4 separate regions of the Mus musculus genome follow, and regions 1, 3 and 4 are each linked to region 2. Evidence: chromatin contacts called from public Hi-C and HiCAR-type data. All regions are on one chromosome and are shown on one strand. The core of a region is the stretch at or near the end of the contact, and the rest is flanking DNA. Distances in the headings are between cores, read along the strand shown.

Region 1 (3,179 bases), core at 458-2,957, 530 kb before region 2:
TCCCTGTTCCGTAACTTCATTATCTGGATGCTGACCAACACTAAAAGGAGAGACACCACAAACAGCTTGCTGTCACAAGGACAGATTCTGAACCTTCAAAAGATCAACCCAGAATACCTGATAGTATAGGTAGAATTCTGATAGATTCAAGGTTCACTTGAGGAAGAAATTGCTAGTAATTTATTTAGAATATTCTTTTACACTGTACGTTCCATTTCTGCCTAAGAACATACCTAAGAGCACTCTTTTGTTGTTTGTTTTGAATGAAGAACATTAAAAATTGAATTAAGGCTAAGAGCTGAATTCCACTCCTGGGTTTGCCATTTATTTAAAAATAAGGTTTTCCCTCCTGAATGTGACTTTCTTCAACTCTATGAAGAGATAGATAAGCTGGTTCTAAGTCCCCATTAGCACCATTTTTTTTAATGTTTCGATATAATTCACATTTGATGGGATGTTTCTATTTGCTAATTGTTATAATAAACTAATAAAAGCAGATTCTTAAAATTCCTACATACTGAAGGAATGTTGTATCATGTGATGTGCTAAGAAAGGTTTGGGCAAGTGTCTCTAAAATGAACCATACTATGGACAATGAGAAAAGTGATGTGAGGAAGAGTCTGTCTCAAGGTATGACTGGCAAACTTATTCTCTTAGGGCCAGTAACATTTACATACCATCAAAGCACTGATTTTACTTGTAGCCCACCTTCCAGGCATAAGAACTATTTTCCATATCACAGTTACTTTTAGCTTGTTAGAACACCAGCAATCTACTAGAATTCAATAGACAACAGTTTTTTTTTTTTAAATGTACATTAATTTCCTACAAAGGGCTTTCTCCATTGTTGGTGGTGCAAGTCAGTCCTTACTTTCAGTAAGAAAGCCATCAGAGTCCGAGTCAATTTTCTTTATGATCGACTGCAATCGTCTTTGCTGCTCTTCGTGGCCAAGTTTAACATACTCATCGACGTCTTCCTTTTGGGAGGGAAACCACACACAGGAGAATCAAGCATTACAATCAGTGGGGCGTGATGGTGGAAGGAAACAGAGCTACCACATGCCTCATTTGCCCCAGTGGTTTCAGGATGACCCACACTTCTCTTCAATACGCCCCCACTACCACTCTAAGTAATCCTGTCCCTGGATCCAGGAATAGAAAGAATCTTGTTCTGGAACTGCAACAGTACCACCAGCTTTACAGGCCTCAGGGTCTCCTAGAGCGAAAGCTGAGCCCCGCCCGGACCCCATTGTCAGGCCGCTCTTGCTAAGGCCTCTCTCTCTGGTCGTCCCGCTTTGTCACAGGACAAAGCCCATGGCGATGCGGTACCCAGCCTGGTATCCTCACCTGGACACCCAGCAGCGCTTCGCGGTCGTAGTCCGCCCGGTGCTCGCCCTGCGGGTAGTGCAGTTCCTCCGCCTTGCTGGCGCCAGCCACCGCGGCGTACAGCAGCAGCGGCAGCAGCAGTCCTAGCGCCGCGGGCCTTGGGCCCAGCCGCATCGCGCCCGCTCGGCGAGGACGCAGAAAGCCGCGAGGAGGGAGGCAGGCGGAGCCGGGGCTTGGCAGCCTTGCTTCACGGGCAGCCACAGAGGGGCGGCGCTGCATGTGGGGGGCGGGGGTCGTCAGTGGCGGCGGTGGCCGGGGCTCCACACCCCAGCCTGAAGTCTGTCGACTACTGCGTTGCTGAGGCCCGCCAGGCCCTGCCTTATATGGCCGCGGGGGCGGAGGCGGGTCCAGAGCGCTATACCTGTTGCTGATTGGGTCGTGCTACCCTGGGGGCGGGACCTTGCTATTGCCTCCTACTAGAATCTGCAGGCGAGCCAGCTGCTGGGGCCACGGGACCCCTGCGGGCCCCTTCACCTTTGCCGCCGTACCCTTGAGAAGATAGCCCCAATTCCACAGCACTTTGCCTTTTCCTTTCAGTCTCATTCATGGCGGGAAGTTCTTTGGCCATTCTGTGAGTCTGTCCTGGCTTCCATCAGTGGGAGAGAGAGCCTGGAGATTTTGGTGCAAAACAGCACAGTATTATATCTCAAAGAAATCAGAACAGACCAGCAGTATCCATTTCCCAGGCTTCAGTGTGCCTTAGTTAATTTCTCCACAGCAGGAAATACAGTATCAGGAATTGCAGCCAAATGTTTGCATCTGATGTTCAATTCATATGACCTGGTTAAAGTATTGGGCCCTTAACCTCTTTGAGCTTTTATAAAATAGGCAACATTTTTTTCTTTTCTGTTTTTTTTTAAAGGAGACATTTAAATAGTTGTAAAACACGAATTAAATAATGTAATTTCATCCATGGGGGTGTGGGAAAGGATAGTTGTATAGAAAAATAGAAAAGGACTTTTTTTTTTTTTTTTTTGAGGGAGGATGTTGTCTTTCACATCTCATAACTATTGGATTGAGAGCAGGAATCCTGTTCCAAACTGAAAACTGTGTGGGTATGATTACAAAAATTTCTTGGGCCAGACTGGAATTTTTTTTATTAGATATTTTCTTCATTTACATTTCAAATGCTATCCCAAAAGTCCCCTATACCCTCCTCCCCCCGCCGCTACCCTACCCACTCACTCCCACTTCTTGGCCCTGACTTTCCCCTGTACTGGGGCATATAAAGTTTGCTAGACCAAGGGGCCTCTCTTCCCAATGATGGCCAACTAGGCCATCTTCTGCTACATATGCAGCTAGAGACACAAGCTCTGGGGGGTACTGGTTACTTCATATTGTTGTTCCACCTATAGAGTTGCAGACCCCTTCAGCTCCTTGGGTACTTTCTCTAGCTCCTACATTGGGGGCCCTGTGGTCCATCCTATAGATGACTGTGAGCATCCACTTCTGTATTTGCCAGGCACTGGCAAAGCCCCACAGGAGACAGCTATATCAGGGTCCTTTCAGCAAAATCCCTCTGGCATATGCAATAGTGTCTGCGTTTGGTGGCTGATTATGGGATGGATCCCCGGGTGGGGCAGTCTCTGGATGGTCCATCCTTTCATCTTAGCCCCAAACTTTGTCTCTGCAACTTCTTCCATGGATATTTTATTCCTTATTCTAGGGAGAAATGAAGTATCCACGAGTTGGTCTTCCTTCTTGATTTTCTTGTGTTTTGGAAGTTGTATCTTGGGTATTCTAGGTTTCTGGGATAACATCCACTTATCAGTGAGTGCATATTAAGTGACTTC
Region 2 (3,639 bases), core at 413-2,912:
CTAGCATAGAGAAGAGACAAAGAGCAGCCAGAGCTGCAGACTGTCCGTCCCACCAGGAGTCCTGGAGGAGCTGTGCCTAAGTGAGTCAGACTTCAAGGACTAGCTGAAGGCAATTCTCCCCCTTCTTTTGTTCTTTGTACAATTATTTCTACAAATAGCAAGCAGCCATATATAGGCTAGCTAATAGAAACCATCTTCTGCCTCCAAAATGTCTATAACTCAGTGGGAAAGAAGAGCATCCAAACACCTAGAGGGAACACTTTCATAACATCAGTCCTTCAGACGCACATTTGTCTGGTACTTGACATACATGTAAATGTAGAAACATATCTAATTGTACCCTCCCTCCAGAAGTTCTTCAAGGACACTCTTCTGTCTTCCAAATGAGTATGGTGATTTGTTACAGATCTGGGCCATTTTCTGTGTTTTACTTTGTACCGGCTCTGCTCTGCCCATAACCATCATGCCCTGTGGGCACTGTGCCTCTACAGGGCATGGCTGCTGCTGCTTCGCTGGAGCCTAGGATGTGCCCGAGACATCTCATGGCAGGAGGGAGGATTCTCTCCTCTTTGGTGTTTTGCCTTATCATGGAGGCAGGAAGGAGGTAGTTCATATCTCATTTAAAAAATTTTTTAAATAAAAATACTCCTTTTGATTTTTACTTACTCTTCTTTCTTTTTTCAATAGGACTTAGATTTGAGTCTAGTGGGGTAGTTCTATTGGAAGAAGAAAGTGATGGTAAACAGAATACTAGTTGTCCCTCCCACGAACAGCTTAGGTGGGCACAGTCCCAGTCCTCCACAAGCGTGGTCTTGTATAAGATGGGTTCTCACTCGGTTCACAAAACTAAGAGAGTAAAGAAGAGAAATATTCACTGTAGGGGACTAGAGATTATTGTGAAGAAATACTATTGTGGGCTAGCTCTTAAAGGTGCAATTCACTCCTGAGAGGGCTTGAGTTCTGGGACATCCTGAGCAGCCCAGAAGGCAGGTAGATTGGTCGGTCCAAAGAGCAAGAGAGATTTTAACAGCCACAGGCACTGATGCCAGAGGATAGAAGTGAGTCTGACTAAGGGCAGAGAAGAGTATGGAGAAGATCTGGGTGGACCTCAAACCTGGCCCTAGGCTGCTGGGGTGGTTCATCTCCATCCCATTCTGCCTCCTTCTGTGTAGTTTGTACGATCTCCATTTCCTTCTAGAATCCAGCTCAAATATCGCCAACTCAATAGACCCTTCCCAGGAAGTAGCAAATAAATTATTTATATTATTTATTAATAACTTTTTGTTTTGTTTTGTTTTGAGTCTCCTAAGGTCCCCAGGACTGACACCTAATTAATGCACGTTTACAATTCTCCTCACCTGCGACTATTTGGTTGGCACATTACACGTGCAGCGCTGACACTGGGCGTAAATGAGAGTGGAAAAGGACTGGAGTGAGGGGGTTCCCTTCGCGGGTGGAAAGAAAGCTGCGTACAACAGGGCAGTTAGTCCAGACAACGTTACCAACGAAAGTCCGAGACCGTCAGGGAACAGAGCCAAGCAACTGGAGGGCGTGGCGCGCATGCCAGCGTCTCGGCGCACACCCTTACCTTTGCCCTACTCCCAAGTCCCGCCTCTAACTTTCCGCTTTCCTCATTGGCTGCGTGGCTGCCCAATGGGCTCCCGGGAAGCGCGAGCCCCCGCAGTCCAGGACTAAGCTGTCAGCTCTCGTGCTCGCATCTCGCGAGCGTTCGGGTCTCTGGTAGAGGAGGCGGCGGCGGTGGCGGCGGCGGTGGTTCCCGCGCGCTCCGGGTCTCTGAGGCTGAGGGTACTGCGGGGCTGACTAGAACAGAGACAATGTTTCGAGCAGCGGCGCCTGGGCAGCTCCGGCGGGCGGTGAGTCCGGACAGGGAGGGCCGAGCAGGTGACGTCCGAGCCGCAGCCTGCTGACCCTGTCAGGCGAAGGTCACGGGCTCCCTCGACTCCCACCGTCCGCGTAGACAGTCGGTGCAGTGCCCGGGACGCGGGTCAAAGTTCTGGAGCCTTCGCCCTTGACCTCTTCCGGGTCACGCTGCCCCAACCCGGGTTCCCACGGCCCTGACTCTCGCGGGGCACTCTGGGGCTACTAGGTTCTCTCGCCTGGAGGGGAGCTGCGTCCCCCCAAAGGGGCCAGATGCCGCCGCGGAACCTCTTGGGGAAGAGTTCGAAACCTAGGCCTCCTGTGGCTGCCCTGGACGCCCACTGCCAAGGGCAGGGGCGGAGTGCTCTGCGGCTGGGCTGGTGAGACCGGGCTGAGTGGAGGAGGGGCTGGGACGTACCCGCCTGGGATCCAGTCCTGAGAAGTCGCAGACTGATGTTGCCTCAGTAGCCTTGGAAACTTGGTAGTGGGGACTTTTTCCGTGGTGACAAAGTTTACCATTTGTCTGTTTTTCGAGGACTTGAAAAAACAAAACAAAACTTTTTTTTTCTTTCTTGTCGGGGTGCTGTAAGGGAATAGCAGTTGAAGGCTGACCAGTTCCAAGGCAATAATTTAAGGAGCTTGTAGATTTTTCTAATTTACATTAAGATTGCTAGAGAAGCAATATCAGCAGCCTTGGCCTGCAAGTTATGCAGACGTTTTGTAACTTTTATACGTACTTTTTATTTTAGTGCCTTTTACCCCAATCACCACTGAGATTTTTTTCTGTCTGGGATACAACTTATGGGCTTCTTGGAAGTTTGAAGACTCCCCCCCCCCCACTTTGAATGTTGCCACTCCTTGTTAAAAAAAAAGTTAAAACACATCGTTCAGGATCCTAGCCCATCTTTCTCCCACGAGATTTTTTTAACCTCCTTTCTATAATAAAAGAATCAGTAAGCAAGTGAAGGCCATGGCTTTTGGGGGGGAGGGGCGGTTTCCAAGCAGCAGTACCTGACTTGAAGATCTATACAGAACTTGCGAAGCAATTTTGTGCATAGGTTTTATGCTCGGCCTAATTGTGGTAAGGAGAATTTAGAATTTGGTGATTTTGTAGAACTAGTCGGGGGAAAGTCCAAGTACCCAGTATTTATACATAGGCAGCATTGCCAAACCTTTGTTGTGATTTGCCAAGAATTGTGACCTTGGCCTATTTTTAAAATTAGAAGTCAAGGGTAGTAGAGTACTGTCTCTAAAGTCATTAATATTTTTTTTAAGATTTGAATGCAGCCGGGCGTGGTGGCACATGCCTTTAATCCCAGTACTCGGGAGGCAGAGGCAGGCGGATTTCTGAGTTTGAGGCCAGCCTGGTCTACAGAGTGAGTTCCAGGACAGCCAGGGATACACAGAGAAACCCTGTCTCGAAAAAAAACAACAACAACAACAAAAAAAAACCAACCAAACAAACAAACAAAAAAAGATTTGAACTGCAAGCACGAAACAAATGGTGTGAATATACTCAAATAGACCCACACACACATATTCTATCTTCTTAAAATTTAAAGTAATTACAAGTTTACAGAAAAGTGGCCAAAAAAAAAAAAAAAAAAAACACCAAAAAACCCCAACCTCACCATTTCCCAGAACCCTTCCTCGAATTTCACAGTGCGTTAACAGTTGACACATGTTTCATCTCTCAGTGTACACCCATTATAGTACAACAAAAACAGACAAATCACTGATTGACAGCACGAACACATACCC
Region 3 (3,420 bases), core at 197-2,696, 650 kb before region 2:
TTAAGGTCATCCATTCTCCTGTTCATAACTCCTCACCTTTTGCTCTCAAGTAAGTCTTATATTAGTGAGCATTGGTGTACCCAGGTTTGTCACTGGGACCTGGGGAGGAGGGGTGGATGTTATTTATATCTCTCCCTGAGAATGGATTTAGCTGCACCTGTCACTCAGTACAGTGTTCTAGGTCTGACCCAACCATCGCGTCTCATGTCTGCTTGCCTCTTTGCTCATGGTATATCTACCCTCTTCTACTGGAATGAAAACCCCACATGGGCAAGCATTGTCTTCTTCCTCATGGTGGAATGCCATCACCTAGAATAGGTGCAGAGTGAGGTCTTGGGAACATGAGTGGGTCTTTGATAACATGGACATTGCTTGATACAGATGAATAGGATGCTGAGGTGCTTGGGTATTTCTGTGAATGCCCAGGGAAGATGATGAACCAGGGAGGCTACAGGAAAAAGAGATGTTTGAGGACAGGTAAAGAGGTCCCGAGTAAGGGAGAGTGCAGGACAGTGGCAGAAGTACTGTGTGTGGCTGAGGTGGCTTCTGCATTAGATCACTCTTCTATGTGTGGCTGCAGGCAAGTTTGGCATCCTTTCTAACCCTTAATTACCCTACCAGTAAAATTAGTCTGACAGTCATCTGAAGCTGGGGGAGGGGTAGTGGCATGAATGAACTAATAGTTAAAAGAAGCTAATATGCATGCAGCCAGCAGAGCGGAGGTCACATTGCCACCAAAGCTGATGACCTGGGACCCACAGGGTGGAAGTAAAGAACTGACTCCCAAAGTTGTCTTCTGACCTTTACTTCTGTGCTGTGGGATGTTTGTGGGTGCACACGCACATGCTCACACAGACACACACACACAGACACACACTCCGTTTTTATTTTTAAGGTGCTAATTGCTACCATTCATTTAAGATTACAGGAAAGAGCGCACATGTCAACATGTATGAAGATGTATCTGTAATTGCAAATCTCAGTCCAAAGAATAGAGCTGAAAGGGTGGCTGCCTTGCCCAACCATCTCTGCTTTGCTAGTGCGCCAGTGTTTTCTCCTTTCCTGATGATTTTTTTTTATCAGAGCTAGCAGAGCTTCTGGCATACTAAATTCTTCATAATCGTGTGTTGATGTCCACCGTATTTCTTCCCAACTTATATGGGGTGCTGCTTAGGTATCATGCAGTCACGAAAATCCTCATGTGAGGTGGGTCTTTCTAGGGAAGAGTAGTTAACAGAACAGAATTCTGTGGTCTTCCAGTCATTTGGTCTTGTAAAAGTAACTCAATAAGACGGGGAACGTGTTTGTCCCACTAGAAATTCCCCAGAAGAGGATTCTACACTCAAGGACGGTCAGAGGCCAGAAGAAAAGGCGCGGAGGCGTCGGCTCCTTTAAGAGGCGAGGCCACCTCGTTCTCCGCGGCGCTGATTGGCAGAAGCGGCCGCAGACGCGGGACTTAGTTGCCTGGGAACGGCCTAGGGGGCCTGCGGCGGGCTGCACGCAGCTGCGAGGTGCTTGCTGGGGCGGCGCGGGGGTCTGCGGGAACGCGGCTCGGGCCCAGCAGTTCTCAGCAGAGCCGCCGGCGCCATTGCCTTCTCGCTCGGTGAGCGCCGCTCCGCTCGCCCAGCCGGGCCTCCGCCGGCCGCCGGCACCATGGGCCAATGCGGCATCACCTCCTCTAAGACCGTGCTGGTCTTCCTCAACCTCATCTTCTGGGTGAGCTGGCGGGGAGACCGGACAGGGGAGGCCTCTGTGCGGCGCGTGGGGACCAGGCGGGCGCGGGAGCCGGCCGAGGGGTCGCCCGGGCCCTGCGGCCTCGGAGCTCTTGGTGAGGTCCTTCCAGGGCCCAGCAGAGGCCAGGACGGTGCCGACCGGAGGTCCCGGGGGGCCTCCGGTCCGCTGGCACGGTGCCAGGGTTACGCGGGTCGCCGCGGCGTGAGCCTGCGGGTCGCTCTGTTCTCAGGGCTGAGTCTGTCGGGACGCCAGGCCCGAAATGGGATACTCCCCTGTGAGTCGGGTCCGCTGTCTTTGTCTGAGTCCTCGCAGAGCCAGCGGCTGTCCCCAGGTCATGTAGCAGCTACGTGGGGACGCCTGTCGAGTCCCGGGCCAGGAATTTCGGCTTAGAGCTCTTTGTATAGAGTTGGTTGGCTGGTAAGCAGCCCAGAAAACGGAAAGGATTCAGCGTGAAACAGCAGAGCATTTCTTTGATCAAGAAAATCGCTGTTGTGGGGATGGGTAGCCTGAGGTTATAAACCCTTTTAAATGTATCAGCTGCCAGGAGATTTTTAAAGCAACCAATTCACTTCTATAAAAGGTTGCTCTTTGGAGGGGCTCGGGAAACCTGGCCCCAGAGAAAGTGCTTATAACCGACCTGTCTTGAGTCAGGTCATTATCTCACCTGGGACTTTTTACTAACCTGTTGTTCTTTGGCCCTCTCCTCCGTCTTGAATCCTTCTGGACTTTGCACCAGGAAAAAAAACTATCAAAAATGTCGTCTATCACATCTTTTTTTGTTTCTTAAAAAAAAAAAAAAGAACAGCTTAATATTAGAACAGTTCAACCTTTTTACTTTGGTACTCTTACTTAAAGTCTGGTAGTGTACTGCAGTATGACCCACACACTACTGTTGGGTGTTTTCTGATAAATTATTAATTATGGGCACACTACTGGTGATTTGGGACCCAACTGACCCTCAGGTTCTCAGGCTGGGATCAAGTTTCCTTTTTCCCAGGTTTGTTATAAACATTTGCCATGGGCAGTTTTCCCTGTCCACAGTACTCAGGATAGTCTTTGAACAGTCCCACTGAGCATACTTTAGTATATCATCACCCACCCCCACCACTTCCCACTCAGCTCCTGTCTCGGAAAGTATGCACATCTATTCTGGAAAGACTTCCCATTCCTCTGGCCTCTAACAAAGAATGAAACCTTTCATGTCCCAATTGCTGGTAGCTTAAAAGGATGATCTGGATAACGAGGCACTTGTGATTATTTGTGCAGGAGACTTGTGATTGGCCTCAGACAGAGCTGTTTGAAATCACCTGTGTGACATTGGGATTCCTGAAATTTCATTTCCCATTTAGAACAGATGTTCCTCATACTTTAAATTACATGCCTGTTTAAAAGGAAAAGTACAATTTCAGAGATCCCAAGTGAAAAACATTTAGTAGCTAATGAGACCCTTAAGAGACAGATACTTTATTTATTTATTTATTTATTTAGGGACAGGGTCTTTCTATGTGGTGCTAGCTGCCCTAGAACTCACTCTGTAGACCAGACTGGTGTTCAACTCAGAGATCCATCTGCCTCCGCCTCTGCCTCTACTTGTGTGTGCCACCATGTCTGGCTTGAGGTAGATAATTTGTATCCATAATAGTTCCTTGTGGAGTTATGGCATTAACTATTTGGTTTTGAAGAATG
Region 4 (3,644 bases), core at 385-2,884, 580 kb before region 2:
GATTGGATTCACCTTGAGCAATGAGCACCCCGGTGAATGAGATGGCCAAAGCAGCTGCTTTCATCTGCAGCTCTGGACTGGTCCTACACTCTTCTCTGTAAACACAGGAAAACTGAGGCCCAGACAGGTACAAGGTGCCCTCTCCAGGCAAGGCCCTCTGTCCTCTGTGAAGTCAGTTTCAAGGGAGGAAGGCCACTCATACTTTAGCACAGACCCCAAGCAAAGCTGGCAGAGAGGAAGGAAGGTGGCTTACTAACCCTCATCCTCCTGGCTTTGACCTTAGGAGTGGGCCCTGGGTGAGTAAAAGGTCCTGAGAGTCCCCTGTGGTGTTGGAGAGTTATCCTCAGGAGAAAGACATCCCCAGCTTTAACCAAAAGGTCTCAGCCTTGTGTCTCCAAGGGACAGTCAGGGGTGGAGGAGACTAGGGGAAGCTGAGGGAAAAGTGGAAAAGCAGGAGAGCTGGGCAAGCGCTGTGGCCTCTACTGCCCTCCTGGCTAGGTTTCCTCATCTCACCGGCAAAAAGATTTGTTTTACACCTGCCCTGAATTTGAAACAGCAGGCAGGAAGTTGCCTAGCCCAGCTGCCTTGTTCATGAACCTGAGGTATGCAGAGATCAGAGACTGGGTGAAAGAGTTTTAACTCTGGCAAGGCACCAGGGCTTTACTGCATTGGATCACCTTCAGTTGTCAAATATCTGTACTTATCTCCATTATACAGATGTAGAAACTGAGGCCCAGAGAGAAACAGCAACCGACCCAGCCCTTACAAAGCTGAGACCCGAACCAAACTAAAGTTGGTCTGGTGTCTGGGCTGCTGACTTCTCCCTTGTACACTCCTCCCTATGTATCCTCCTCAAATCCTCCATTAGGCTGTCCTGGTGAGCTCTGCCGCTGGGGCAGCATGCCCCTGAGGAGAAACAGCCTGAGGCCATCCCTCTGGCTGTGGGGGTGATGTCTGTGAGAGAAATTCATTATCTTAGCCAGGGCCCCTCTTTTGCCTTTCATGTCAGTAGAGACTGTGGCCCAGGCCACCTCCATGATAATTAAGACCAAAGTCAAGGCACAATTTTTATGGGGAAACTGTACCCCTATGTCAGTCTCCAAGGTGATTCCTGCCTGGCTGGACCTGTTCGGCAAGCTCACCGCCCCCAGTCGACTCCACTCACCCAGAAGGCATCTCGGAACTGCAGCTGGGCCATCATCCTCCAAGGGCGTCTGTTGTGTCAAATGCTAGCACTCCTGCTTCAAGCAGGGCTGAACATGGGCCAGGAGCCAGGAGCACGTCCCAGTCCCAGCGCGGCTAGCCCAGGCCCTCCCTCCCACTCCCAGCCGGCGCCGTCTGAAACGCTCAGAAGGCAGCCACAAGCCAGAGGCAACTGCCGGAGGAGGAAAAAGGCTCAACCTGTTTTGTTTGGGGCTAGAATCAGCAGCGAAATGAGGAAGGAGCCCTGCCCAGTGATGGAAGGGTGGGCCACGATTTCCAGCCTAGGCTCTCGCCAGCCCCACTGATGGAGGAGGACGCAGGCTGAGGCCCAGGGCAGGCAGCCCAGGTGGCAGGCAGAGGCTGGGAGAGAGGAAGGATGTGCACAGGCCAGGCAGGCAGGCAGGCAGCCTGAGGCCGGCACAGGAAGGTTTGTGCAACCTCCCCCAGGGCAGGCGCAGGGCTCTAACCCACAGGAAGTTGAGCTGCTGAGTTTCTCCTGCACAGCCCCAGCCCCGCCTGCCACCTGCCACCCTGCTGCCTGCTCAAGTCCTGGCCCAGTTTAGCTTTAGAACTAACAAGTTAGGAATCTCATGACTGTTACTCTCGCCGGCCCCAAGAGGTTAGGTTCTTAGGGTCTCACCCCGGAAAAGGACGTCCACCATTCATTCCAACTTTAGCAGTTCATGCCCTAGACTAGGTCCTACCCTCAAGTTGCTCACAGCACGGGGCGGACTCAATTGCGGTCCTGGTCCCGGGGCTATGAGAGTGGAGACTTGTTTTGAGAAGGTAACTAGCTAAGGGACCTCAGTGTGATGAGGCACGGGTCCTTGACCCCGTGCAAATCTTCACCCATTCCATCTTCAGTTCATAACTGTGATAGAGGGAGACAGGAGTCTGGAGACTCAGGCTCAGCTTTTGTTTAGTTTGGATTCTGCCCTTCACTAGTGGACGGACCTTGATTGACCTAACTCAGAGCCTCAGCCTCCCCATCTGTCACTTCCAGTCTCTGGGAAAGTGTTTCGTATCAAGAATGCCTCTGGAATTTCTCTTTGTAGGGCAAGCAGGTCCTGGGGAACCCTTTCCAGACAGGGTTTGCCCACTCAGCAGAAGAGGCCTCTGGAGTCCTGAGCCCGGGGTGGGCTGGTGAAAAGAATGAGTCAGAGACTGTCCACAAATCACCACCCTTACCGAGGCTTACCTTAGGACCAACTGGGTTGATCAGACAGCTGAGTTCCCAAGTGTGGGTTACACGTGCCAGGGCTTAAAGAGAGGCACACCCAGGCTTCCCTAAACACCCCCAAGAAGAAGCACAGCAGGCCTGCTGCTGGAAGCCCTTCTCTCTAGAATCCCGGGGCTTGAGCTAATGAGCATCTTTTAAAAAGAGATTCATTTCTAATTTTTATTTGCGTGATATGTGTGTGTGCTAGGTATGTACAGATGCCTGTAGAGGCTAGAGGAGGGCATCCAATCCTTTGGAGCTGCCTAATGTAGGTGCTAGGAATCGAACTCTGATCCTTTAGAAGAACACCAGTCACTCATAACCACGTGGTGTAAGTTACCTTAACCCTACAGGCCCTCTGCTGAAGCTACTTTTATTGTTACAGATTGGCCAACTCAACATCTCCATCTGTAAAATGGGATGAAACCTTGAAATCAGAAAGCAGACCAGAGTCCTTTGTTACCAGGAGCCTTGTTTTAACTGACAGGAAAAGCCCAAGCTGGGGTCCCTGCTGACCTCTCCAGGAATCTCTTCCCTTCAGTCTGCTGGGTGAGTCCAGCCCCCACCCCACCCCCAGAGTCTACACCTCCAGATGCAGCCACATCAAAAGAAGAAAGGGAAAACCCAAGTTGTCTTCTCCAAAGTCCTGTTCGTCAGCCTCTTGGGAGATCTTCCCTGGTATCTCATTGGCTAAGAATAGATGGTACTTCAGCATCATCACCATCACAGCAGACCCTTGGGGCTGTCATAGATGCTGGAGAAAGTTACAGTGACCATGAGACCCCCCCCTCCTCAGCTTAGAGCCACAAAGAATGCTGGTGACAGGTCTGCCAGGAGAGGAGGCAGATCTGGTTTCTACCCTAATGGAATTACAGGCAAGTTCCAGAAAGATCTCTCCTTATTGAGTGGAACCAGAAGACAGTGTTGTGATGAGAAGGAGGTAAATGAAGAGGGGGTGGGGAGAGAGTTGCAAGGACGGTTAGAGGCCTGGATGGTGCTACCAGGAAGGCCGAGGGAAGCTGTGGAGTGTAGAGGAGACAGAGAGAAGATAGGACTGGATGGAGACGTTCAAGAAGCCTCAGAAGATGGAACTGTGTGTTAGCGAGCTTCCCTCCCTCCCCAGCCATTGCCCACACCAAACCCAGTCCTCGGGGAGGGGAATCTGTGCCTGAAAAAAAATCACAGCTCTTTAATCACTGTTTCTGCTGCCTCAGAACATAAT

Evidence for each region. Hi-C and Micro-C count contacts between places; a contact is called where the count stands out from the background. HiCAR-type assays count read pairs that join an accessible place to other places.
Region 1: a contact with region 2 is called in a HiCAR-type map of astrocytes, with 2.9 times the contacts expected there. The contact joins the promoter of Rcn2 here to the promoter of Etfa in region 2. A contact is called at or near these places in 5 of 39 promoter capture datasets (the C10 cell line, erythroid cells, hippocampal neurons and 2 more), 2 of 484 Hi-C or Micro-C datasets (CD4 T cells and embryonic stem cells) and 5 of 115 datasets of contacts at active chromatin or transcription factors (astrocytes, bone marrow-derived macrophages, embryonic stem cells and 2 more).
Region 3: a contact with region 2 is called in a HiCAR-type map of astrocytes, with 2.6 times the contacts expected there. The contact joins the promoter of Tspan3 here to the promoter of Etfa in region 2. A contact is called at or near these places in 1 of 39 promoter capture datasets (the C10 cell line) and 2 of 115 datasets of contacts at active chromatin or transcription factors (astrocytes and extraembryonic endoderm stem cells).
Region 4: a Hi-C map of B cells shows a contact between it and region 2, with 12 read pairs. The contact joins the promoter of Pstpip1 here to the promoter of Etfa in region 2. A contact is called at or near these places in 3 of 39 promoter capture datasets (cranial neural crest, pre-B cells and stem cell-derived epiblast-like cells), 1 of 484 Hi-C or Micro-C datasets (B cells) and 5 of 115 datasets of contacts at active chromatin or transcription factors (bone marrow-derived macrophages, embryonic forebrain, embryonic stem cells and 2 more).

Annotation. Positions count from the first base shown.
Region 1 is chr9:56,040,373-56,043,551 of GRCm38.p6, reverse strand. Rcn2 (reticulocalbin 2) reads right to left here and starts at 1,707. Exons shown (of 7, transcript NM_011992.2): 1 at 1,348-1,707; 2 at 872-977. The coding sequence starts at 1,500.
Region 2 is chr9:55,510,266-55,513,904 of GRCm38.p6, reverse strand. Etfa (electron transferring flavoprotein, alpha polypeptide) reads left to right here and starts at 1,662. Exons shown (of 12, transcript NM_145615.4): 1 at 1,662-1,874. The coding sequence starts at 1,836.
Region 3 is chr9:56,159,096-56,162,515 of GRCm38.p6, reverse strand. It overlaps Tspan3 (tetraspanin 3), which reads left to right and starts at 1,446. Exons shown (of 7, transcript NM_019793.3): 1 at 1,446-1,716. The coding sequence starts at 1,654.
Region 4 is chr9:56,087,966-56,091,609 of GRCm38.p6, reverse strand. Pstpip1 (proline-serine-threonine phosphatase-interacting protein 1) reads right to left here and starts at 1,634. Exons shown (of 15, transcript NM_011193.3): 1 at 1,166-1,634. The coding sequence starts at 1,201.